Linked DNA regions of Mus musculus: region 2 is linked to region 1. Evidence: chromatin contacts called from public HiChIP or PLAC-seq data. All regions are on one chromosome and are shown on one strand. Each heading gives the region's core, a stretch centred on a gene start, on an enhancer-like site or on the middle of the called end of the contact. The rest is flanking DNA. Distances are from core to core; before and after follow the strand shown. Region 1 has its middle 87 kb from the start of Gm11412. Region 2 overlaps Nfib (nuclear factor I/B).

Region 1 (7,254 bases), core at 2,066-4,565:
AAACTGGGGGGAAAAATCTATCAAAGTTTAAAGGAAATTACTCTTTCAAAACGTGTAACTGATAAAACAAAATAAGGTGAAGAAATAAAGAGTTGTCAGAGGACAGCTAACATGTGTGTAAATTTAAAATAATCAATATGCTTTCTTAAATTTTACATCTAGTGGACAGAGAAATAACTCAATGGTTAAGAGAATTTTGGCTCATACAGAGGAAACACCATTCTCCTAACACCAGCACAATGGCTCACAATCATCTGTAACTCTAGTTCCAGGACACCTGACACCCCCTTCTATCTCCCTGCAGATACCAGGCATTTAGGTGGTACACAGACATACATGCAAGCAAAACACCTAAACATATAAAAATAAAATTACACCCAATGTACATTTTTACTAGAAAATATAATTTTTCATTTTTTGGTCTGTTTGCTCATGAAATATTTAAGGATTAAGTTTATAAATCAGGAATATCAATTTCAGTCTTCATAGGATTGCATCTAATAGAATTCAAAGATGAAGAGGGTAATAATTCTGTGAAAAATAGGTAAATAAATAGCATCATAAACTAAGAGTTAGCAATCTACTCGGCCAGCTTATTATTTTCAGTCCGTAAACTGAGGGTAGGACATTTTCAAATCTGGGCGGATGAATGAAAGCTGGGAAGAAGGATGTGAACGAGGGACTCGTTGACCCAGAATGTCAACAATACTTGTCTGTCTCTCCACAGACAGAATTTTCAGCCCTGGTTCTAAGAGACATTTATTCACATGCACACAAATACCCTTATTTTATTGCCAATGCATGAATCAGAGGCTGGGAGCAGAGCCCAGTTATAAGAGTGCTTGCTTAGCATGTATGAGGCCCTGGACTTGATCTCCAGCACCCCTTAAAATCTGCCATATAGCAGACCCCATAATCTCAGCACTTGGGATGTGGGAGCAGTTGGATCAGAACTTTAAGGTCATCACTCCACTATAAGAGGGGTCTAAAACTACCGGCCCACATAAAATGAAATGAAATGAAATGAAATGAAATGAAATGAAATGAAATGAAATGAAATAAAGCAAAGCAAAGCACACAAGCAAACACACAAAGCAAAAGCATGATTCACTACTGAAAATGAAGACCATAAAAAGGACTGGTGTGACTGGAGTTTGATGATCCAAGGTCTATTACTGGAACCTGTGTAAACGAGGACGAAGACAATAAACTGTAAAAAGTTGTGTTCTGACCTCAATATGCATGCCATAACTTGTGTGTAGCCACTCCCCAGTCATACATTTATACAACTAATATTTGTCAAATAGGAACCAGAAAAATACATTGGAAAATATTGTTGTCATATTGGCAGTGTGCATAGATCAGCGGTTGGAGCAAAGTGAGAAACAGAGGTTGATGTTGGGCTATTCAATGACCTGGGCATGCCCCATATTTTAGCATTGTACATAATTCCGGTCCCGAATAACCCGCGATAGAAGAACTGATCATTTTTAAAGTTTTACCTAGAAAAGAAGGCACTTAGGAATGACTACTTTCAAGATCACAATGAACTTTAATTAATACAAGAATATAAGAACACAAATTCGAACAGTAAATATTTTCTGGTCTTTGGGATTTAAGGGGATCGAAAGGGTTAGTTTCAATAGACTTGGGGGAATAAGGGAGGGAAGAAAGGAGGGAGGGAGGGAGAGAGAGAGAGAGAGAGAGAGAGAGAGAGAGAGAGAGAGAGAGAGAGAGAGAGAGAGAGAGAGGAGAGATTTGGAAGGGGGAGATGGAAGGCAGGCAATTCATCAATTTATATTATCCACCAGAGAGCATTAAGGTTAAGGTTGTCTGCAGCTGCCTAAGAAAGTAGCCTTCCTCTCATGGAGGAAACCAATGAGCAAGCTCAGGACAGTGTCAAGTCAAAGATGCATTAAAACAAGTGGACTGTTAGTTGAATCCAGGGGATCAGATTTTTGAGATAGTTGGGGTCCAGGGAACCAAGAGAGCCAGTTGAAGCAACAGAACTAGAAGCAAAGCCAGGATAAGAAGCAAAGGGAGACAGGAGGTGGGTGATGGATTTGGCAGCCTCTGGGATCCGGAGGAATGCTATGTGGGTAGTCTGTGGGCACAGCACTCTCTGGAATATGTACACATACCCTCCACCCCAATCCATCAGCTCAGTAGATCCAGCCTAACTTTATCCTAGTGAAAACTCAAAATCTCACTTGACACTTTCTTGGATGTCCTTGTGTAATATGTAAAGAATTCAGACAAGATGAAAAGTCCTTAAAGCTCCACAGAGTCAACTACTTCTTCTACTCCTTCTGGATCCCAGAAACTTGATGTAAAGGTTTAGTGGGTCCTTTGAATGTAGGCAATTGTCTATACTATCTTGTGAGCTGTTCTTATTATTATAGTTATTAAGACTGTATACAACTTAACTGAAAGTGACTGAACCACAGGATTTTACACTTCAATAATTTTGTTGTCAGCATCATATGGATGATATTGCCACAAGAGGGAAAACTCTGCAAGAATATTTAATAAAAATAACTTTGGTAATAATCAGTGAAAAATAGAATTATTGAAATCATAAATGTAAAAGGCTTTGACAAATAAATATTTATAATTAAGGGAATTAGTGAGATGAGCATTGTACATGGTAGACATTTGCCTTTTTACTCAGTTGTCCAACTTTGCAAGGCCAGAGTCATATTATAATAAACGACATAGCTGAGGCATGCAGGTGTACATCAGAGAAGAAAAGTGTCTGGGGACTGTGTTCATGGTTGGTGTTTTTGTTTGGTAGGGCTTTTTAAAAAGGTCAATAAAAGACAAGATGGATTCCATTCTTCAGAAGGCCCAACTTCATTATCGTGGAGAGTACTGGGTAGTGGTAAGAGACTTCCACTTTAGTACAGACTCAAACCTGAGCCAGCAGCACATCCATTTCTGATCTTAAAGGAGGATAGGTCCTGTTCCTGAGGATGGGGGAAATGGAACACAGTCACCGATCCATGCATCCATGGTTTTAACACAACAACAATTAACAACAACAACAACAACAACAAAAAATCCCAGATATACGTGGCATTCATTAAGTCACAGGGCAAGGAAAAGCCAGAAACTGAAACTATAACACATTCAACTCCCATGTGGAAAAAAGACATTTGAGGACAGAGATGTTAAGTGCAAGAGATAGAACATGGGAAAACATGATTCACCATTCTTAGTAAAGTAGAGGCGACAAACCATCCTGGAATGTTAGTCGGTTGCCAGTCAGTGAGTTCCTGCCTTGTACTCTTGCCCTGATATGGGTCAGCCTGCAGGGCTCTCCTTATCTTTGTCTCTAGGAGGCCCAGGCTAATGGCATTTCCTTTTCTCCAGTTTTCATGAGGACCAAATCAGGAAAGGGGGCATGGAAAAGTAAACAAGACTCCTTCAGCTACATCCCGGATCTGAGTGGGTACACTCTGCTAACTTTGCATTGGTAAACTTTACACACATAAAGTCCCCAAGTTTAGTTAGGAAGAGAACAAACCCTCTGTGCCCAAAGAGAGAAAATTAGCATTTATGAATTTCTCCTTGCACAACAAATCCTGTGATTCCAAAGATACTGTTGACACTCCTATATACTAGTTAATTGTAGTTCTCCATTCTCAAGACCTGCTTTCTGCTACACAGAGATCAAACTCTTTTTGTGGCTTCTTTTGGTCTGTTAACCTCAAAATGACAGGTATTCTAAAAGGATCAGTTAGCCAAATGAACATTCAAATGAAGAAAGGCAATTTGCTGGCTCACAGCCAGCCTGAAATCCCATTATAAAGTTAGTGCATAGTCAGCTGCGCTGAGGGATGCTCTTTCTTGAGTGCTGATCCAACCCGTTTTAAAGTCGGCTTCATGTCCTTATCTTTTTCATTTCACAGCTGTCAGTGTCTCTCCTTTTACTTTGTCTTTCTTGGCCACACCTAGACATCTAGTGCAACATCCTCCTTAGAAGCATACCAGGTTCTCAACCCTCAGCTCTGACCTATAAACACTACAAATAATTAAAAGGAGCAGTGATTGAGGAATAATTAAGCAGGGATGTTCTGTGATAGAGTATGATCATATCATAGATAGGTAAGTAGGTAGATAGATAAATGGTAATTTAAGGTTTTTAGAGAAAGTTGTAGGTGCATATATTTCCATGTTAAATTCAGGGTTTTTAGTTCCTTCACTGAGTATTATAAATATTTCAATTCTCTTTATAGTCTCCTAGGATAAATATAAAAATACTTATAGATTTATTATGGACTCTAAATGAAGGCACAGTTATAAAGCTGTGTATAGAATCATCAAAACCAATGGCAGCAATAAGGGACACTCAGATATTGTCTTTGTTTGCTTTCTATTGCTGTGATAACATGCTGTAACGAAATGTGGAGGAAAGGGTTTATTTGGCTTACAGTTCCACATCACAGTCCTTTATCAAAACAAGTCAAGGCAGGAACCTGGAGGCAGAAACTGAAGCAGAATCGAAGAAGGAACTCTGCTTACTGGATTGCTCCTCCATCCTTCCTCAGCCTGCTTTTTAATAGCACCCTGGAGTACCTCCACAGCGGTAACACCACACTCAATGGACTGGCCTCTCACAGGAATCATTGGACATAGTATTACCCAAAGATCCAGCAATACCACTCCTGGGCATATACCCAGAAGATGCTCCAACTTGGAATAAGGACACATGTTCCACTATGTTCATAGCAGCCTTATTTATAATAGGCAGAAGCTCGAAAGAACCCAGATGTCCCTCAACAGAGGAATGGATACAGAAAATGTGATACATTTACGCAATGGAGTATACGCAACTATTAAAAACAACGAATTTATGAAATTCCTAAGCAAATGGATGGATCATCCTAAGTGAGGTAACCCAATTACAAAAAACCACACATGATATGCACTCACTGATAAGTGGATATTAACTCAGAAGCTCAGAATACCCAAGATACAATTTACAAAACACATGAAACTCAAGAAGAAGGAAGACCAAAGTGTGGTCACTTTGATCCTGTTTTGAAGGGGGGACAAAATACTCATGGAAGGAGTTACAAAGTGTGGACCAGAGACTTACGGAATGACCCATTGAGAGACTGCCCCACCTGGGGATCCATCCCATAAACAACCACCAAACCCAGACACTATTGCAGATGCCACAAAGATTTTGATGACAGGAGCCTGATATAGCTGTCTCTTGAGAGGCTCTGCCAGTGCATGACAAATACAGAAGTGGATGCTCACAGCCATCCATTGGACAGAGCACAGGGTCCCCAATGAAGGAGCTAGAGAAAGTATCCAAGGAGCTGAGGGGGTTTGCAGCCCCATAGGAGGAACAACAATATGAATTAACCAGTACCTCTAGAGCTCCCTAGGACTAAACCACCAATCAAAGAAAACACATGGTGGGATTCATGGCTCTAGCAGCATATGTAGCAGAGGGTGGACTAGTTGGTCATCAATGGGAGGAGAGGCCTTTGGTCCTGTGAAGGTTCTATGCCCTAGTATAGGGGAATGCCAGGGCCGGGAAGCAGGAGTGGGTGGGTTGGGGATCAAGGGGAGGGAGAGGGGATAGGGGATTTTATAAGGGAAACTAGGAAAGGGGATAACATTTGAAATTTAAATAAAGAAAATACCTAATAAAAAATTACAAATTTAAAACAAAAAGAAAGAAAGAAAATACCAAGCAGACTTGCTTAGAGGCCAGTCTTATGGAGGTATTTTCTCAATTGAGAGTCTCTCTTCCCAAATGAATCTAATATGTATCAAGTTGGCATAAAATGAAGTAGAAAAAAATACCAATGTAAGAAAACATTGCATCCTATTAATTACCCCAGGAATCAATAATTTGATTAAGTGATAAGCAACCCAGAAGAAGACACATACATTAACTTTTCTTAGGAGTGTTTATATCTAAGTGATAGATTCCTTCATATAATCTTAGAAAAAAAAAACTGGAAAAACCTTCAAATCCTTGCACAACCACATCGTGTACAAAAGGATTATCTGATATATAAAGGAGACTAAAGAAACAGAAGTAATGAAACTACTAAGAGGAAATAAAAGTGACCATTTTTTAATGTAAGATTTGATGTTGGCCTTCCAACGGATATCCTAAATCTAAAAATATACAGACAAATACCAACAGTCTTTACTGATAAAATTATCATCTATCTGGAAAACACTAACAACTAATTTTAAGTAACAGCCCAAAGGATGCTACATTGGAGAAAGACTCATACTGAATGTAGAAGGTCTCCAGTAATCAGTAGGAAAGCAAGTGGCTATGCAAGTCAGTAGAAAACTGCACAAAGGTAAACAGACAGTGAATAAACAGGAAAGCTCTGTAGCAATTAAATACATTGGCTTTACTGGTTATCAGGTAAAAAAGGAGAAAACACTACTACAGTCATTTTCATTTCATATTTTGATGAAAACAACTTGTTCTAAACCAAGTGATATAAAACATGAGACTATGGGTACTTGGGAGCATTGTTGAATGAGAATAAACATTTATATTTTTAAAGAGCGCAATGTGGCAATCTTAATAAACAAGAACACAGCCCTTGGTAGCAAACCAGAAAAGTAAATATTCAGTATTTAATACCCTTTTGACTGTATTTTGATCTTTTTTGTCCTCTCTATGTATAGATATGTATTATAGCTTTGTTTGTACCTTAGTATTCCACTGCTGTAATAGAATGCCACCGACTAATTTATAAACAATAGTTTATCTGATCCAGAGCTCTTTTGTCTGGAAAGTTCAAGGGCATGGTTCCAGTCTCTGGCAAGGGCCTCTCTGCTGTGTCATAAGATAGCAGAGAACAGCAAGCCCTTGAAGTATGGAAATGGTTAACTGTCACAGCAAAGCACCCACTTAGAAATGAATCCACTCACAGGAAGCCCCATAACTGGATTTATGGACATGGAAAGCTTGTGACCTAAACACTTCTTAATGTTGCCAAGTGCCAAAAGGATAACGGTGGCAATTCCATTCCAGTGTGAATTTTAGAGAGGCCATTAGAATCATTGCAGGCCATAATAGAAAATATTACAATAATTTAATCCTTCAATAAGCAAGCTTACAAAACACACAAAATGCACAAGTTATGGTTCATTCAGAATTTATAATACTTGATATTTTAAAGCTATGGTTTAAAAAAATTAGCATGAAAAGTTTTATGACACACGTTGAAGAATGAAAATAAGAAGGTATATTGCTTTTGCTTA
Region 2 (7,254 bases), core at 3,460-5,959, 650 kb after region 1:
ATGCTCCACCTCCCGGCTGACCAGCACTTCTTGGTCTCACTTCTGCATTGCCCACCATGCTCCCACGATGGGCACAGCACAGAAAGTATCCTGACTAGCTCTGCCCACTCCAGGTGAGAAGAGATTCCTACTGCCACATGTGAGAAGCAGGTGCTTTGTTACTGTGCCTTACAAAGACAGGTCTAGTCATCAGGGCAAGACACTCACACTTGCTCATCCTAACAATCCACTCTCATTTCCTCCAGAATTGTCACAAACCGTCGTGTAGTTCCCTGGAGACTGTATTTGTATAATTAATACCATTACTCTGTGGACAAAAGCATTTCCTACAAACTTAAGGGCAATGCTTTTCGGTTAAGAAAAATGTGGGTAATTTTTAAAGTTTCTTCCACTACTGTAAACTTAGGGAAATATCTGTCTTTTCTACATTGTAATGACACAATGTAGACCTGACACAGTGCCTGATACACAGTCTGGGCTGCTCGGTGAGTAACTGCTGATGCTGCAAAGTAGCTTCATTTTTAGCTGAGATAGACTGACTTTCACAAGTCAATGCTCATAATCCTGTTACATGTATGAATCAACATCCAGATACACACTCAACAAAACCTATGACATACATAAATGTATGTCTCTGTATATGTGTTTATGTACACACACACACACACGAGTCATTCTTACAAAGAACAAGAAATACAAAACTGAGTCATCTGGGGACTGGAAGGCACTTGCTGCTCCTGCAGAGGCCCTGGGTTTGACTCCCATCACTCACACAGAGCCTTACAATGTGCTGTAACACCAGCTCTTCCGGATCCAGCGCCCTCTTGTGGCTTTTTAAGGCACTGAGCATATACATGGTCACATAACACATGCAAACACTCACAATAAGCATTATTTTAAAAACATGAGCAACACCCTATAAGAAACACAGGCCAACAGGGCGATAAAGCCTTATGTTTTATTTTGGGGAGTGGGGGGTTGAGACAGAATCTCACTATGTTGCAATTATTTTCCTGGAACTCACTACAATGACCAGGCTAGCCTTGAACTCACAGAGATATGCCTGTCTCTGTGTCCTGTGTGCTGAGATTAAAGGTGTGGACTGCCAAGCCTGCCTCTGCTGTATCTTCAGGTCTTACCTCTTGTGACTATGAACTGAAAGCAGGCTGTAGTCCAAGGCCTGCCATGGTTCCCTGTATTTTTTATTTTATTTTATTTTATTTTGTAATTACCTAGGAAGAAACACTATATTCTGGAGTAGAATCATTTGCAGGAAATAAATTCTATTAGAAAAATTCAATAAAGAAAGGTGCTTCATTTTGTTTAGGTCATGGAGCTCTAATAAACTACTGCCTTTAGCAACCAAAGTATGGATTTATATCATACTACATTTTAGTCTGACAACAAGACACAGCTCACCAGACCAAAACTCTTATTTTCTCTACTCATCTGGAGATCCAAACTTGACTTTTTAAATATAATGACGACCAAAAACTGAATTCAACTAACTTTAAGAGTGAATTTTAGAAACATGTTTGTAGAATAATCTCCCTATATTGCTTACAGAATTATGTGGTCAATCGTAAAATATGTTTAAATAAATTATTGATACATAAGACTGACATTTTTCACTCAGGATTATAAGCAATTAAAATATTACGATGAATTAAAAAAATTAACAAAAAAAAAAACATTAAAAAACGCTCACTAAATTCTAAGAGGCAAGGTGTCTAAGAATCCTTTCCAAATTAGAATTTAATGGTACTATATAGCAACAAAAAAGTGAAATTAATTAATCAAGGACATTTATTCCTGTGCATTGTAGCTTCTGTGTTAAAACATCATATTAAATTCTTTTAACAATTTTTTACCAAAAGATCCAGTTTGTCCAACACATACGTACTCAGTGCAGAGCACGGCGTTGGCGAGGGAGGGCAAGGCACACATGTAGACTCCTGGTAATCTTCCCTTTTGTTTTGTTTTGTCACAAAGCCCCTGAGAAAACACTGCCTAAGACTCACCTTCTCTATGACCTTTCCATTACAGTCCCTCAGGGTCTCCTCCCAGCAAGCTCAGCACCGCTAGCTATATTTAGGAGAGGCTGAGACAGTTAGGTAGCTATGCCTGCTCCACCGCCAGGAGCTTTCTGCTGCTCATCGACAGTACAAGCGACCATGATCTTTTCTCTTCTACTTGCAAATTACTCGAGCAAAGTCATAATCCTCCTTAAAATACTAAAACTGTAACAGGTACAGTATTACTCTCCTGTGAGTGTGCTCTCAACCACTTTGTATATTTACACCAGATGATTCAGATAGATAGATAGATATACCCTAATAGTTTCATAAATGCTTACCTCATTAGCTCTGTATGTGAAAAAAATCATATTTAATAGGAGAATGTATACACACACATAATACATACTTTAGAAAAGCTACCAACCATTAAATGAGTAACAAGGCAAGATTTCTATGAAGTGAATATTGAGGCAAAGATTCTAGTACCACAATATTTCAGGCACTTAAAATTATATAATCAATCAAATAATTTTAACATTTAAAAAGACAAAACAGTCAAATTCTTCTCCAGAGAATAAACTTATATACAATATTGAAATATTTCTTCTCAGCTGATTTGGGGAACTAGGATTAAAACTAATAGGATAAAAAGGGAATACATATTGTAAATAGATATGTAAGCACTATATATGTGCATATCATTAGTAAAGTGTATGAACACATAAAGTCTTGTTTCTGATGTAAATAAATACCATTGTCCCAAGTACTTGCTGTTAGGTAACAATGGGTATGTTCAGTGTTGTTTCCAAATCCTTTTATGTCAGCAATTTTCTTATAACCTAAATTAAAGGGATTTAGGAATAATGAGTAATAGCTATGTATATTGGATTCTAATAAGAAATGTTACTGGTATCCAGCATGTCTTTATGCTCCTAGGGAAGGCTATGCTTGTAAGTTACCTACAGATGCTGGCATGAGGATGGTAACCTTTTGTAGTTCTCTGCCATGCACAGGAGGGATGAAGTCTTCAGAAATCACACAGCAACCATACTATCTGCCAGAATTCTCGCCATAATTACAATATTTGAAAAACTGCGAACTTCAGAGTTTTTTCTTCTCACTTTATTAACTGTCCTCAAATTAATATTCTACCCCCCGCGAAGGGGACACTTCATCTTCTAGGCTCCTCAGAGAAAGGTCGGGAGCACTCTCCTATAGAATAAATATTGAAGAGCTACTATATGTCCACATTGTGTGAGCTGGTTAGTATCAGAGTATACTGGTAATGATTTTAGATTTGGGATGAGTTGTCTCTTTGTCTGTTTGTTGGCTTGTTTGTTTTTTAAGATAGTTTCACTCTGTAGCCCTGGCTTGCTGGAACTCACAGACAGCCACCTGTCTCAGCCTCCTGAGAGCTGGGTTTGCACTATACCCAGCTGAAGGTAAATGCCTTATGCCTTATCAAGCACCTGCAGTGTGAGAGGCGTGGTGCTAAGCACTTTACAGGCATTTTCTGATTTGATCTCAGAACTGCTGAGTAGACCAGCAATACCACTCCAGAGCTCAGAAAACCAAAGCTTAGCAAATAAAACTAATGGACCCAACCACATGGTGAACAATAAAACCATCATTCAGACCCATGGCATGATCAAGAATACGCTCAGTGACTGGCATGGGCACACCATTTGGTTTCATTTTGCTCATTCTGAAAACTTATAGTATGTATACGTAGAATGACAGTTTGAAACACTGACCAATCAATAGATAGAAGAAAATAAAGACAGCAAATCCCGGTATACAATTTACCCAATTTGAAGGTTCTCCCTTTCACCACTTCAATAACCACATGTAATTCTCCTGTTATTCTATACACAGTCTACATTTACATGCATTTGCTCGTTAAATAAATGCCGTTGCTTCCTGGGACACTCCCACATCATGGCCATGGCTTTGCCTTACACTCTTATCCAACTTTATTCATGCATTTATCTATCTACAACTGTGCCTGAGAAACATACCTTAAAACTTGTTTCATGACCATCAAGCTAGAAATGAACTTTTTGGAAGAATGTGTATTTAACATGTATTTAATTTTTTTTAACCATGCCTGCCTCCTCTTCAGTCCAGTGTTCGCCATACTCCAGGGGACAAGATAACATGTGAAACGTGAACTCAAGAGCCATCTTTCCCATACTAAAAAAGACTCTTACCTTAAAATATCCATTGAAGGGTCCTTTGACATTGAACCTAGTGTTTCGTTTTCTAAAAACTGAACTGAGACAGAAGCCTTAGAAGCATTTCTTAGATAAGAGCAGTTATATTATGTTTGTCTTAAACTTTAAAAAAAATATATAACTGAGATAAAAGATGTACATGGCCCAGAGGGAATGGAGAGAGTAATTATCAAACTAATCTGAAAGTCGCCGGGATTCAGAAGCAACCTGCACACCAACTCCTCAAGACAGCTCCTGTTTTTCTTAAAATATGAAACTCTCAACTTACTTTTTTTTCTTAAACCAATTTCAAACACTTATCCAAATACATCAAGTCATATCTTGCTGGAAGCTTAACCTTAACGATGCATTTTTAGTAGATTCTTTTCTGTTTCCCGACTGTTAGCATCTCCGTGATATTAGCTAGCTGTCTGTAACTTTAAGGGAGTGTTTGCCAACCACTGAGAATGGAAAGGCAGCTTCCCCTGAAAAACATGGCTGCGGCCTGACTTCCTTACAGCACTTCCTAAGAAGAGACAGCAGAGAGAAAACAGAAGACCCTTGAGTCAATTTATTTCACGAAAGTGAAAATGAGAACAGTCGATGTGTTGTGACTTTTGTCTGTGCTTCTTTTAAAAAGTGTGGCTGGTGTTTTCATAAACTCATACTTCTTATTAGCTATGCTTATTCTGCCTCTGTAGCAGTCAGACTAACATAAACAACCAAAGAGGCTTGGGTCTCTTAAGCACAATATTCCGAACTGTAATCTCTTGAGACCTCCCCACACACACACACCCCGCCCCTCTGCACTAAAATCCTACCAAATAAAGGCTACTCCAAGAGTAACCTTTTTTTTATTTTTAAGTATAGACCGACCTAAACCATCTGCTTATTGGACTTTGAATTAACCACATAGAAATGTTACATAATACTCAATAATAAATAAAACATATTAAAACTCCAATTTAGCAAGGGTATCAACTCTTTCAGAGCTGGTTATCATGGTGGAGACTGCCCTGCCCCTTGGCCAAACTAACCAGAGGCCAAATTCCTAAGATGCCAGAGTTAAGAGGTCTTAGAGAAGTCCTCTAGAAACTGAGTCCCTGAGAGACAAAGTCCCCCAGAGACATGACAGAAGTAGTCACTAACTGCTTTCTCTTTCATTTCAGCTGCATCGTTGTGTGGCCCAGAATGAAATCTGCCAGTAAACAAAGAAATACAAGAAAGTAATTCCACTGCCAGGTCACTAAATAATTTAGCACCTAATTTTTCCTTTCTATAGTACAAAGACCTTATGCTCAGAAAGTTACAGTTTAAAGTACACTACGTAAAATCACATCCATAGGCAAACATATCTCCTCCCATATGCATCTTTAAAAAAAAAACAAACAGAAAAATAATTTATCCTCAGTCCCTAGAAAACAAAAACTGAAATTAAAAGAAAGAAGGAAGAAAACCTAAATTGTCTATTTTCGTTCCTTCTAAAAGGATTAAATAACAGAATTCTAAATGGTTTGTTTGCACTTTCCATGCAATATGTAGATTAACCATGAAATTCTGTTTGGGACACTTTGACATCTGTTTTCAGTGCGTTACAATGAAATCTGGGGACTTGATACATACATTTGCTGTAATAAAACTGTCACTAATCAGTGTTTTCCAAAATATTGCCCATAACTATTACTATTCAGTAGTCTCATTTGCATGATCTAATACTGTTGCTACATCGTGTTTTTCCCTGACAATGTGGTAGCTGGTCCCAGGCACGTGACATAAAATGGCTGTACCCCACTCAGTAATCACAGGATTTTCCACACTCCTCTGCACAGGCGATGCAATCTGTCCTATGATGGACCAATACTTCATCCTTCCTGAGATTCGTTTCCTGGAACTAGAGCACCAAAGATGAACTCACATCCCAAGTGTGGAACATTCAAGGACAGTAAGGAAGTCTACACTGATGAGAAAACCCTGCCTCATGGGGCTTGTACCACAGGAGACATAAACATAATCCTAACCCAGGAGCCCTTTCAACAAAACCGTAATGATGTTCTTTGAACAGTGAATGAAAGATAAATCTTTCACTAGCACCATTCCCATGACCTACAGAAGCAGATCGGACCAGACTTTAAAACTGAGTCTGCTTCAGCTCTCAAGGACAGACCAGAGGTTGTACCAATGACAGATACCATAACCACAACTTACAAGGCATCAATAGCTGCATAAAGGTTTCTGTTCACATTACATGTATGTCTCATACATCTACCACACATGGATCTCAGCAAAAAAAAATCCAATTCTAAGAATACAAACACGGTATTCAGCAAAGAAAACTTGCAAGTTGCTAAAAATATTTTTCTACCTACTCTCATTCTAAATGAATTCCAGATTTTATCAGTATTTGGAACTGTGTTCATATTGCTAGAATCTAATACAATTTCATTTTGTCCTCCCATGAACTCATCTTAAATCTAAAATATGTTTCTCCATACACATGTTTTATATTATACGAATGTTGGATACAAAAAGCAGATTAACTGTGAGCCCTAATGCTGTGTTTGTTAGTACTGAGAAGTCATTCCAACTGTTCCAAACGGGATTAATGCCGTATAACAAGTCTATTTAATTATTGTAAGACCAGTGATCCTCATATTACTATAAGCTGCTTTTCCCTTATTTGGAGACTATAAATGGAACCAAAATTGCACATGATAACTACAGGTCATACCCTGCAACATGATGCTTGACGTGGTAGGAATAAAAGAGACACTGCAGCAACTCTGAGAAGCTACAGAACACAGCCAGTGTTTAGGATCCATGTGGATGTTCTCATTGTAGCATCTCATTAACTTCTATTAGAAGTGTACACAAAGCTCTTCAAGAGCATTGGGAAGACACAGTAACAAATGTTACAAATGTTATCAGCAGCAATCCGATTTGAGTGTTGAAAACTTGAGGATACACTGTGTTCTAGGAACTCACTTTTATAGATCTCTCTGTATCCTGTGAACAGCAACTGAATG

What was found. HiChIP or PLAC-seq counts read pairs in DNA pulled down with a chosen protein or histone mark.
Region 2: a contact with region 1 is called in an H3K27ac HiChIP or PLAC-seq map of heart atrium, with 5 read pairs. The contact joins two enhancer-like sites. A contact is called at or near these places in 3 of 115 datasets of contacts at active chromatin or transcription factors (embryonic forebrain, fibro-adipogenic progenitors and heart atrium).

Annotation. Positions count from the first base shown.
Region 1 is chr4:81,826,861-81,834,114 of GRCm38.p6, forward strand. No RefSeq gene overlaps it. Among named protein-coding and RNA genes, the nearest start is that of Gm11412, 87 kb to the left of the region's middle. Within about 2 kb of position 3,316, at least 18 of the 459 cell types and tissues checked have an H3K27ac peak or open chromatin away from gene starts, as enhancers often do. A contact at or near this core is called in heart atrium, where this site is marked.
Region 2 is chr4:82,478,767-82,486,020 of GRCm38.p6, forward strand. The region is part of intron 2 of Nfib (nuclear factor I/B); the gene reads right to left. It also overlaps 2310067E19Rik. Among named protein-coding and RNA genes, the nearest start is that of Nfib, 23 kb to the right of the region's middle. Within about 2 kb of position 4,710, at least 22 of the 459 cell types and tissues checked have an H3K27ac peak or open chromatin away from gene starts, as enhancers often do. A contact at or near this core is called in heart atrium, where this site is marked.